Linked DNA regions of Mus musculus: regions 1 and 2 are each linked to region 3. Evidence: chromatin contacts called from public Hi-C and Micro-C data. All regions are on one chromosome and are shown on one strand. Each heading gives the region's core, a stretch centred on a gene start, on an enhancer-like site or on the middle of the called end of the contact. The rest is flanking DNA. Distances are from core to core; before and after follow the strand shown. Region 1 holds the start of Hoxd13 (homeobox D13). Region 2 holds the start of Hoxd10 (homeobox D10). Region 3 holds the start of Gad1 (glutamate decarboxylase 1).

Region 1 (3,174 bases), core at 254-2,753, 4.1 Mb before region 3:
ACAGACATATTATTTACACAGTATTAAAGAAAGACTATTTGCACTTTGAGACAAAGGCTAATTTGATGGATCATCATGGTTTTTCAAACCGGCATTTTAACAAGCCTGTGATTTTATGGTCTGGTTATTGGGGGAAGCTCATAAGGACAGTTTCTGCAATTGCCAGTTGCATACATTCAAACACACACACACACACACACACACACACACACACTTCAGATCTTTTACTCAAGCTTTAATCTCTTCTACTGTGTTTGGGAGTTTATGGGCTCTAAGAAGCTTCAGTGGTCATTGGAACCCCACTTGAAAACACGGGGACCCAACTCTGGCACCTTTCAGAAACCTCTTTAGTCAGGGGAGTGAGGAAGGGAGGGGGATGGGGTTAGGGAAAGGGGAAAGAGGGAGGGAGGGAGAGGAAGGGGGAAGCAGCAAAGGTAACGAAAGATCTTGAACTTTAGTGGATAAAAAGCACTTGTGCTTCACGGGAAGGAAAACATAGCAGAGGCGCTTTTAATTGGGAAAGTCAGAGATCACAGAGACTAAACAAATTTTTCTAGTGGATTATACCTGGTCAGGCCTGGAATATAAGTAACCACTCCCAAATAGGGGCTTTTCTTTTTTCTCCCTCCCCTTTTTTCGTTGCTCCTACCTGGAAAGGATGATTTCCAAAAATGGGACCCCTGTGGCTGATCCTTGGCACAGTACACCTGGCTGTTCCACCCGTTGGCTAGCGTCCAGGACTGGTAGCCCTCCATGGAGATGTATGCCTCGTGCCGAGGTTCCCCGGATCCAAAAGTGGACACCATGTCGATGTAGCCAGGCACGTGCTGATAGGGACTTGTGTAGCCCTGGTAGAAGGACACTTCCTTGGCTCTTGCGGGCACCTCGTTGGTCGGTACGCTGCTGCTCGCCAGGCCCGACACGTCCATGTACTTCTCCACCGGGAAACCTCCGAGAGAAGCGTGCGGGGACGACTTGAGAGCGTTCTGCTGTAAGCCTACGCCGTGCGACATGCGGCAGCTGTAGTAACCGTTGCCGAAGTGGTAGCCATAGCCCAGCGCGGGAGCGCCCGGCGGTGCTGCAGCGGTCGCGGCGGCCGCTGGCGCGGGACACTCTTTGGCCACAGGAGCCTCGGGGCGAGTGGCGATCACAGCCGAGGATGACGACGACGACGAAGAGCCTGTGCGCTCAGAGGTCCCTGGGTAAGCGAAGCTGGATGCTGCCGCCGCTGCCGCCGCCGCTGCTGCGGCCGCCGCCGCCGCGCGTCCGGAATGTGTCCCCGCGAACACCGGCGCCGACAGGAAGCCGCGACACTGGCCAGGCGCTGCTACGGAGGAGGAGGAGGAGGCCGGTGCCGCCCCAGCGGCCCCGCCGTCCGCCCGCAGCCCATCCATGTCCCAAGTCCCCGAGCGGCTCATGGCCCGGCCTGGCCCGGCCCGGGCCCCGGCCTCGGCCCCGCGCAGGACACCATGGCGCGCTGCGCCTCCTCCCTCCTCGCTGTGTTCCGCGGCGCGCTCGCTCCCGCCCTTTCCCTCCCGTCCTCTCTCCCTCCGCGAGCCTCCCGCCTCCTGCCCGCCCGCCCGCCCGCCCGCCCTCCAACAGGTTAGCTCATCGCGGGACGTTTATAAAAACGAAGTTCAGGTTGGGAGGGGGCCTGGGACGGTCAGGGGGCCGTCTCCCGCCCCGAGGGCGCCGGCCGGGGACCCTGCCATTGGCTGCGCCGGGACACGTGGGGGTGGGGGCGCGGGAGAGCCTGGCTCCCAGCCCAGGTCCGGCTGGACCCACCCACCCGGTCCCCACCCCTCTTCAGCCCTTTGGGAGGCCCACCTCGCATCCCCGCCCTCCCCCAGACCCAGGAGTTGACTTTGCAGCCACCCCCTGATTGCGCGACGGCCCATCTCGGGCCTGTCTGCGAGGCGGGCGCCGAGGCCTGCGCTTCATCTCCGCAACCGTTGTTTTTGCCACTGCTCTTTGGCTCCTCGAGCTGCACACCAAAGTGAGGATGAAGGACAGAGATGAGCAGAATGACGAGAAAACAGAGCAATTCTATTTTTAAAAACCTGTTGCTCATCTTTCCTTAGTCTACCGCGTCACCCCAAATTCGAGACAGCTCATCCTACCTTGAACATACCTAACGAACGGGTAAAAGTATTCCACACATAGGACATCAGTCGGAGTAGATCCTTCCTATACAGCACCATCGGCCCACAAAAATACTCACGAAACAGTCTTGGGGCAGCATCAGAGACTTAGAATTCATCTCGAAGCCGCAAGCCTGACAATCGGCGCAACTAGGAAGTCCACAGATGTTCGGTTCACGTCTCTGCTCTTGGCCAGCCGGCAGTCACTTTGCCAGGCTGGCCTTAGCTTCAGCTTGGCCTCCTCCTGCCCAGCCCAAAAGACTCCGTACCAGCGCGGGAGGAGAAAGCCACTCAATAGAGTGCCACGAATCTTCTGCGCCTCGCCCACAGCATACCGGCCTCTAGCTTTTTGCAGCCACCACCCACCCCCGCCCGTTACTCACACCAATTAATTGAAAACTTCACTTTCCCAGGGACCTTTGTTTCGCTTCCTTTTCCAGGCTGCCAACAGCAGGGAATTGAGTGTGTCAAGTCAAGGGGGTGTCCTTTCTTCTCTTCTCGTCTCTTTTCTTTTCTTTTCTTTTCTTTTCTTTTCTTTTCTTTTCTTTTCTTTTCTTTTCTTTTCTTTTCTTTTCTTTTCTTTTCTCTTCTCTTCTCTTCTCTTTTCTTCTTCTTCTTCTTCTTCTTCTTCTTCTTCTTCTTCTTCTTCTTCTTCTTCTTCTTCTCTCTCTCTCTGTCCGCCCCCCCCCCCCCCACCACCACCAAGTAAAGTCCGGACTGGTGACAGGCGCAGTCCGAGTTCATAGAACTTCATAGGGACAGAGTAGGCTCTAGTTGTGAGTACCGGAGGAGCTAATACCAGATAGAGTTAGGTAGGGTGGCTCTAATCGCTCTGTATTTCCACCTCCTCTCACAGAGTCTTAACAACTTATGGGTCGTCCTTGTGAGCTCTGATTTGAATCTAGGTCGGTCTCCTGAGAGCTATTTTAGACTTGGTTAGTCAAGAGTGCTGGGTGGGTGCGTGAGCCTCAAAGTGGGCCAGTTTGATGCTGTACTATCAACCTTCAGACCAGTTTATCTTTTAAGAAAATCA
Region 2 (2,812 bases), core at 74-2,573, 4.1 Mb before region 3:
CCACCCAAGCACCAACAGGCCAAACCATTTCCTTTCCCTCTTAGATCGCAGGATGCGGGGTGCAAACCCTTGAACACAAACACGGTGTCTTAGGCTACCTTAAAATGATCCCTGGGTTCAAGGCAAAAACTAGGGCTGCAAATCTGAGCCAAAGAAAAGCGGGCACTGGAGCCCTGTTTACAAACGGCTGGTCTCCTTTTAGCTCTTTTGTTGTATTTCGGATCTGGCTCAAGACTGATAAACCCGGCAAGCCTGTCCTCTGCCCAGGCGCCATCAGCTTGGGGCCAGGTCTGGCCGGAGCAGCGGGAGAGAAGCCCCGACCCTTTCAAGGCAGGGATATCCCTTCTAAAAGCCGGGTGGAGCAGCACCTGCGGAGTATGGGCTCTGGGCTCCGCTGCCCGGGCTCTGCTCTGGGCACCCGAGCGCTCCCTTTTCGAGGTTTTACCGGACTGCACGCCCCGCTGGGGTGGCAACTCTGTTCATACCGACCTTTGCTTTCCTTCTCCTGCACTTCGGGACTGGACACGGAAACCTCAGCCAGGCAGCTCCTGTCTTCTGGAAGGCCGCCTTTGGCCTCGGGGCTCTCCACTTGGGAGACTTTAGTGGGCTCCTGGCCGCTCGCGCTTTCGTTCATCTTCTTTTCCATCTGCAGCTGGGCAGCCGAGAGCTGCGGCTTGGCCGCGCCACGAGGGTTGAGCTGGAGCATGACAGTGGAGCTGCCTTCGGGGCTGTTATTGTACTCTTGGGTTTTCCCGGTGGCGTAGGTCTGACTCAGTCTAAAATATCCAGGGACAGGAACCTCGGGGTTCTCAACAGGACAAGACTCGGGGACCAGCCTCTGGTACGAAGGGACCTCGGCAGAAATGAGTTTGTTGCGCTTATCAGAATACATGCAGCAATTGGATTCTTCTTTAATGTTGGCGGTGAATGAGCAAGTGGGGACTTGCTGTGTAACAGGTTGCTCTATTCGACAAGATCTGTTCGGGTCTGTCCAACTGTCTACTTGAGGTATATAAGGATGTACATTCATACCCATATTTTGGTGGTTCACTTCTCTTTTGGCCAAAGACGGGAGCAGTCCACAGGTTTGCATTCCATAGGTCCCCATGTCTGCGCTAGGTGGTGGCATGTACATGCTGGCGCTGCTCGAATAAAAACTGTCACTCCTGCAGGCACTGATCAAGGAATCTACTAAAAAAGTATTAGCAGCAGGAGAGCTGTTGGGAAAGGACATTTTGGGGAGGAATTTGAAGAAGAGAGATTGTGTCCTTTGTAGGCTGACATCGCTAGGAAAACATTCCCGGTGTAATTGTGGATGCCTCTGCCGACCACATGACAACCAAGCCAATGAGATTTGAAAATGGCCTTGAGCCGCAGCCTCCTTGCAGGTCACGTGTTCCCCAGCCCGGCCGGCTGGCCGCGTAAGCACGGACAACAGCGACATCTACTAAGCGCCTGTGATAGTGCGCGTTGGAGACAACCGGCCCAGAGCTCTGCTGCCGGCCAGCCTGTCTCCCGGGGCTTGTTTGGCCGGCCGGCCTGCCCCACTCGAGTCCCCCACCCGGCCACCGGGCCCCGCCAGCGGAAGGAAAGGCTTGATTCGAGGGGCCTCCGGGAGGACACGCGTACTGAGGAAAGTCAGAGCGCTGTGGCGCCTGCTCACAGAAGCGCTCTCCCTGCACATACCCAGGCAGAACGCGCCCAAGAGGGCCGGTTCCCAGGAAGGGATAGGGGCGCGGGCTGGTTAATTTAGTACTGGGCAGCCAGGAAGGTGAGTCCGATTTCTCTAGTTCGGAAACATCCCTCCCTAGGGTTCCAAAGGGGGCTGTGTGAAAATCTTCAGTGCAAAGATTGGACCAAGGTGTCGGGGAAGCACTGGCGAATAGGGCCCCGAGGGTCGAGAGGCCACCACGCAGCTGGGCAAACCCGAAGCTCGGATGATGGTTCCAGCCCGTAGCTACCCCCTCCTTAGATCTTTCTGCTAGAACTAAGGGGGGGGGGGAATCGGCACCCACGAGCTCCTGGAGCCTTGACTCTGAGAGTAACCACACCCTGACCTTTGAGGACCGGCCGCTGGGAGCTTCCTAGCTTGGAGATAATCCTTCGCCAGCCGTTCCCTATTCGCGAAAGCGTCTCTCCGGCTCCCAGAAACAGCTAAAGCCAGATTTCCTTCCCCTGATAACACAGGGCAGAGAGAAAGGAAGGGAAAAAGAAATTTTTTTTCAAAAGAAAAGGGAAAACTCTGATCCCCGGACTCCACAAGTTTTAGAAAACCGGGCCAGAAGAAAAAATAAAAATAAAAAGAGGAGAGAGCAAAGCAAACTTGTCATTTAGATCTTCTGCAAAGAAAAATATGTTTTCCTTTTATGGATTTTGTAAAAGCATTGGTTTCTGACAAGTGCAAGGTACAAGGGGTTGTGGAATTTATTAATACATATTAAGAAGAATCAGGGCGATCAATAAAATTCTCATCTACATTCTTGGGCTACTTGGTAATTTTCTTGCTTCTGAAGGTTTTTAAAGAGTTATACCCGCTGTTGCCACAAACGGGAAGATATTTTATTAACAAATCAATCGAGACTTTGTAAAGGATAAGATTAATAGTTAAGATTTAGCATAATGGCGTTTGCTTTATGAATTATTGAAAATTATACTATTGATTTTTCCCCTCCGCTACTAACCAAGAAGGTCAATTTTTGTTTTAACACAAATCGTCAAATATTAAAAGCTATACTTTTGTCAGAAGTTAAATTTTATAGTTTTGGACGATCCCTAAAATTCTTTGACAAGGTTTTGTTTGGGCAAGAAGGGA
Region 3 (2,966 bases), core at 324-2,823:
TCGGAGACAGAAGGGAGACCAAGGGCAGCGAGCTGGCTGGGTCCTGGTGCGCGGTCGGTGGGAGGGGGTGGGGAGGCGCTCGCTAGCTCTGGGACTGGGGCGCAAGCACAGTAGCCCCGGGCGACTCTCAAGTCTAGAGGCGCAACGGGGTGCTCCGAGTGAGGCTCACAGCTAAGGGGCGCCGGAGGCGGGTGCAGGACGCGAGGGATGGGGTGAGGATAGGGCCAGGAGCACTAGGGAGCACTCATCGAGCAAATTCCAGCCCAGCCGAGACAAGCCCCATTGGGCTCCCAGCAGCCTGGTGAACGGGCAGAAGAGGAGGGGGGAGGGCGTGCGGGGCGGGCACGTCTGGTTCGGTGTCTGGCTCCCGTTGTTGTGTCTGGCCAATTCCTTGGAAAGAAGGAGGCTCACAGCGCCGGGGACAGGGACTTTGGTGAGACAAGGTGAGAAGAAATAGGTCCTCCGCCCCTCAGGACTTGACCCGCTAAGAATCAGTCACCTTGCACTCCAGACAGCCAAAAGGCAGCGTGTCGAAGCCTTGCTGATCAGTTTCTTGTCCCACCTCGTTTCTAGCTTTCTCAACCCTAGAGCGAGGCTCCGTCCCAGATTCACTGTTTCTACTCTACCTAGTCCCCAGAGTTCGTTTCACTGAGCCAGAGAAGGTGGCAGAGGGTAAAAAGGAGACCGTCACCCGGTGGCGAATTTGCGCCTAGGGCGCAAGAGACCTCGGATAGAAGAGTGCGCGGTTCCCCTATTTGGTGTTTGTTCGTGGACAGAGTGAGGGAGAGAGGGCGAGAGAAGAGGAAGAGATGGGGAGAAGGAGCGGGCGAAAGAATGAGAGGAGAGGGAGGAGAACGGTAATCTGGGTAAATCTAAGACCCCGCAGAGCGCAGCCCACCAGCCGCCTTTTGCGTGTCGTCCCTCGGGCCGAGCATCTGTCCCCCCCCCCCCCCGCAACCTCCGCGCGCTCTCGCAGCTCCGCGGGCGGCGGTGGGACGCGGGTGCTGGGGAAGTAACAGGTTATCGCTCCTCGCACCTTCTGCCGCTGCTACCCAGGCGCGTATCCGACAGCCGTGAGCTCCGATCCCCCAAGCGCAGGCAAAAAATGGCTCTGGGGTCACTTCAGCCCTTATGTGTCCTCCCGAATGAAATTGATAAGGGTTTCAAGAGCGAGGAGGGTAGGGGATGGGTGCGCCAAACCACAGCTGCGACAGGACTGGCGGGAAGCACTCGGCTGTGGAAGGTGGGCGACAGGCGCGTGCTGGTGGGGTGAGGCAAAGGGCTGGACAAGAAGCCGCAGGCTGAGGGCACCGGGTTGAATAACCGAGGCGGGGCTCTGGCAAGTCCGGGCGATCCGGTATTTACCCACCTCGGTTCAGCGACAGCGAGCTGGACCCTCCCGCGACTCCTCTGCGAAGCGTCCCGGGGCTGGGCTGGGCTCGGCTCTGTCACAGGAGTACGTGCTGGGTGTCACCCCAGGGCTGCTTCCTTGCTTGCACGATCCCTGGTCCGGCACGGGAGAGCCTGAAGAAGGGAGAGATCCGGAGAGGCGGCCGCTGGGCTTGGGGGAGGCGGGGGCGGAGTGGGGAGGCGGGGACCCGCTCGGCGGGGGGAATCACGAGGCCGTTGCTCGCGGGGGCAGCTCGTCCGCGGAGCGCTGGGGCTCCTTTGCAGGTGTCTGACTGCCTCTGGAGCTTTGTAGGGCGATTATAAATCCAGCTCACGGGTTTGCGACCAGAAAGGAGGGTGTGTGTGACAAAGTCCTATGAGTAATCCAGAATGCACTCAGCACGCTCTGTTTTTTGTTTGTTTGTTTGTTTTTTGTTTTTAAATTATTTTTGAGATAGGCGATGTTGGGTGAGGGCAAGGGAAAATATAATTCCTACGAAGAATTTTGTCTCACTGGGTGATTCTTCCTTCCCCTCTTCCTAGCCCTCCATCCCGTATCTTGGAGAAGACTAGAATATTTGCTTTGCCTTGATCAATCTCCTGTGGTTGTCCTGGATTGGCGATTCCAGAAGGTTTTCTCTGGGTGGTGTCCTAGGGAGCGCTCTACTGAGCCAGTATGGCTGTACAGGCAAAGCGGAGATGAGGGGACCACCCAGACAGACCCTGGAGTTTCTGCACTCCCGTTTCTTCTTCCAGTCCATCTCCACACTACCTCGTTCGAACACAGCTACCTGGCACCACAAGAGGCAAGGGGTCTATTTCCCTTTCTCTGAGCCCTCTCCCTGGAGAGGGGTAAAAGAAATCTTCGTAATTGATCATGTCTGAAGGTTAATAACACGCACGAGTGCCGCTCCACACGCCTGGGGCAGCAGAGCATGGAGGGTGGCTCCGGGAAGCCAGGACGGCACTCCGTGTCTTGGCCCGCTCTCCTCGCTTCTTTTCAGTTTCACGCTGTTCAATGATTCTCTCTTGGCAATATTTAAGCACATTACTGAGCGGGGTGAAGTCCCCCACCATAAAAAGGCGGTATTGGAAAAAATTTCCACCAGAGGGCGCCAAACACACAGAGACCCCGTGCTGGCGGCCTTTTCCCTGGTGCGCCCTAGACAACACCTGGAGATGCCCGAAAGGCTCTGTAACGGCCGGCCTCTTCTAGCCTTCTCGCCGCTACCTCCTGGCTTTCTTTTTCCTCTCCCTCCGTTTCTCATCCTTTAGGGGCAAAACAAACTGGATTTTTGGGCCTGTCTGAGTGATGGGGAGTACTCTATGATCGCTTTACTCGTTTTCATAGAGATTTCCCTCATATTGTGGAGCAGCAGACCGGTTTATTCATGTGCACCTCTGGGTCTTCGATGGTTTATCCCAGGCCTGTCTCTTTTTTTGTGACCATCTTAGCGACTTTCATCACCACTCAACGGAAACATCAAAAACAAATAGTATAAATCACCGAAATTTTCGTGAGGGAGCTGGAAGCCTCAGGGCTGGGAGGATACGGTCTGATCAACAAAAGGGATTGA

The links. A called contact is a pair of places that touch in the nucleus more often than the background predicts.
Region 1: a Hi-C map of cerebellum shows a contact between it and region 3, with 4 times the contacts expected there. The contact joins the promoter of Hoxd13 here to the promoter of Gad1 in region 3. A contact is called at or near these places in 3 of 484 Hi-C or Micro-C datasets (cerebellum and embryonic stem cells).
Region 2: a Micro-C map of embryonic stem cells shows a contact between it and region 3, with 9 times the contacts expected there. The contact joins the promoter of Hoxd10 here to the promoter of Gad1 in region 3. A contact is called at or near these places in 3 of 484 Hi-C or Micro-C datasets (embryonic stem cells and epiblasts).

What each region holds. Positions count from the first base shown.
Region 1 is chr2:74,666,554-74,669,727 of GRCm38.p6, reverse strand. It overlaps Hoxd13 (homeobox D13), which reads right to left and starts at 1,503. Exons shown (of 2, transcript NM_008275.4): 1 at 650-1,503. The coding sequence starts at 1,418. Gm31790 (a long non-coding RNA gene) reads right to left here. Exons shown (of 3, transcript XR_374674.2): 3 at 2,837-3,174.
Region 2 is chr2:74,690,402-74,693,213 of GRCm38.p6, reverse strand. Hoxd10 (homeobox D10) reads right to left here and starts at 1,323. Exons shown (of 2, transcript NM_013554.5): 1 at 490-1,323. The coding sequence starts at 1,234.
Region 3 is chr2:70,560,736-70,563,701 of GRCm38.p6, reverse strand. Gad1 (glutamate decarboxylase 1) reads right to left here and starts at 1,573. Exons shown (of 17, transcript NM_008077.5): 1 at 1,370-1,573. Gad1os (glutamate decarboxylase 1, opposite strand) reads left to right here and starts at 345. Exons shown (of 3, transcript NR_040496.1): 1 at 345-443.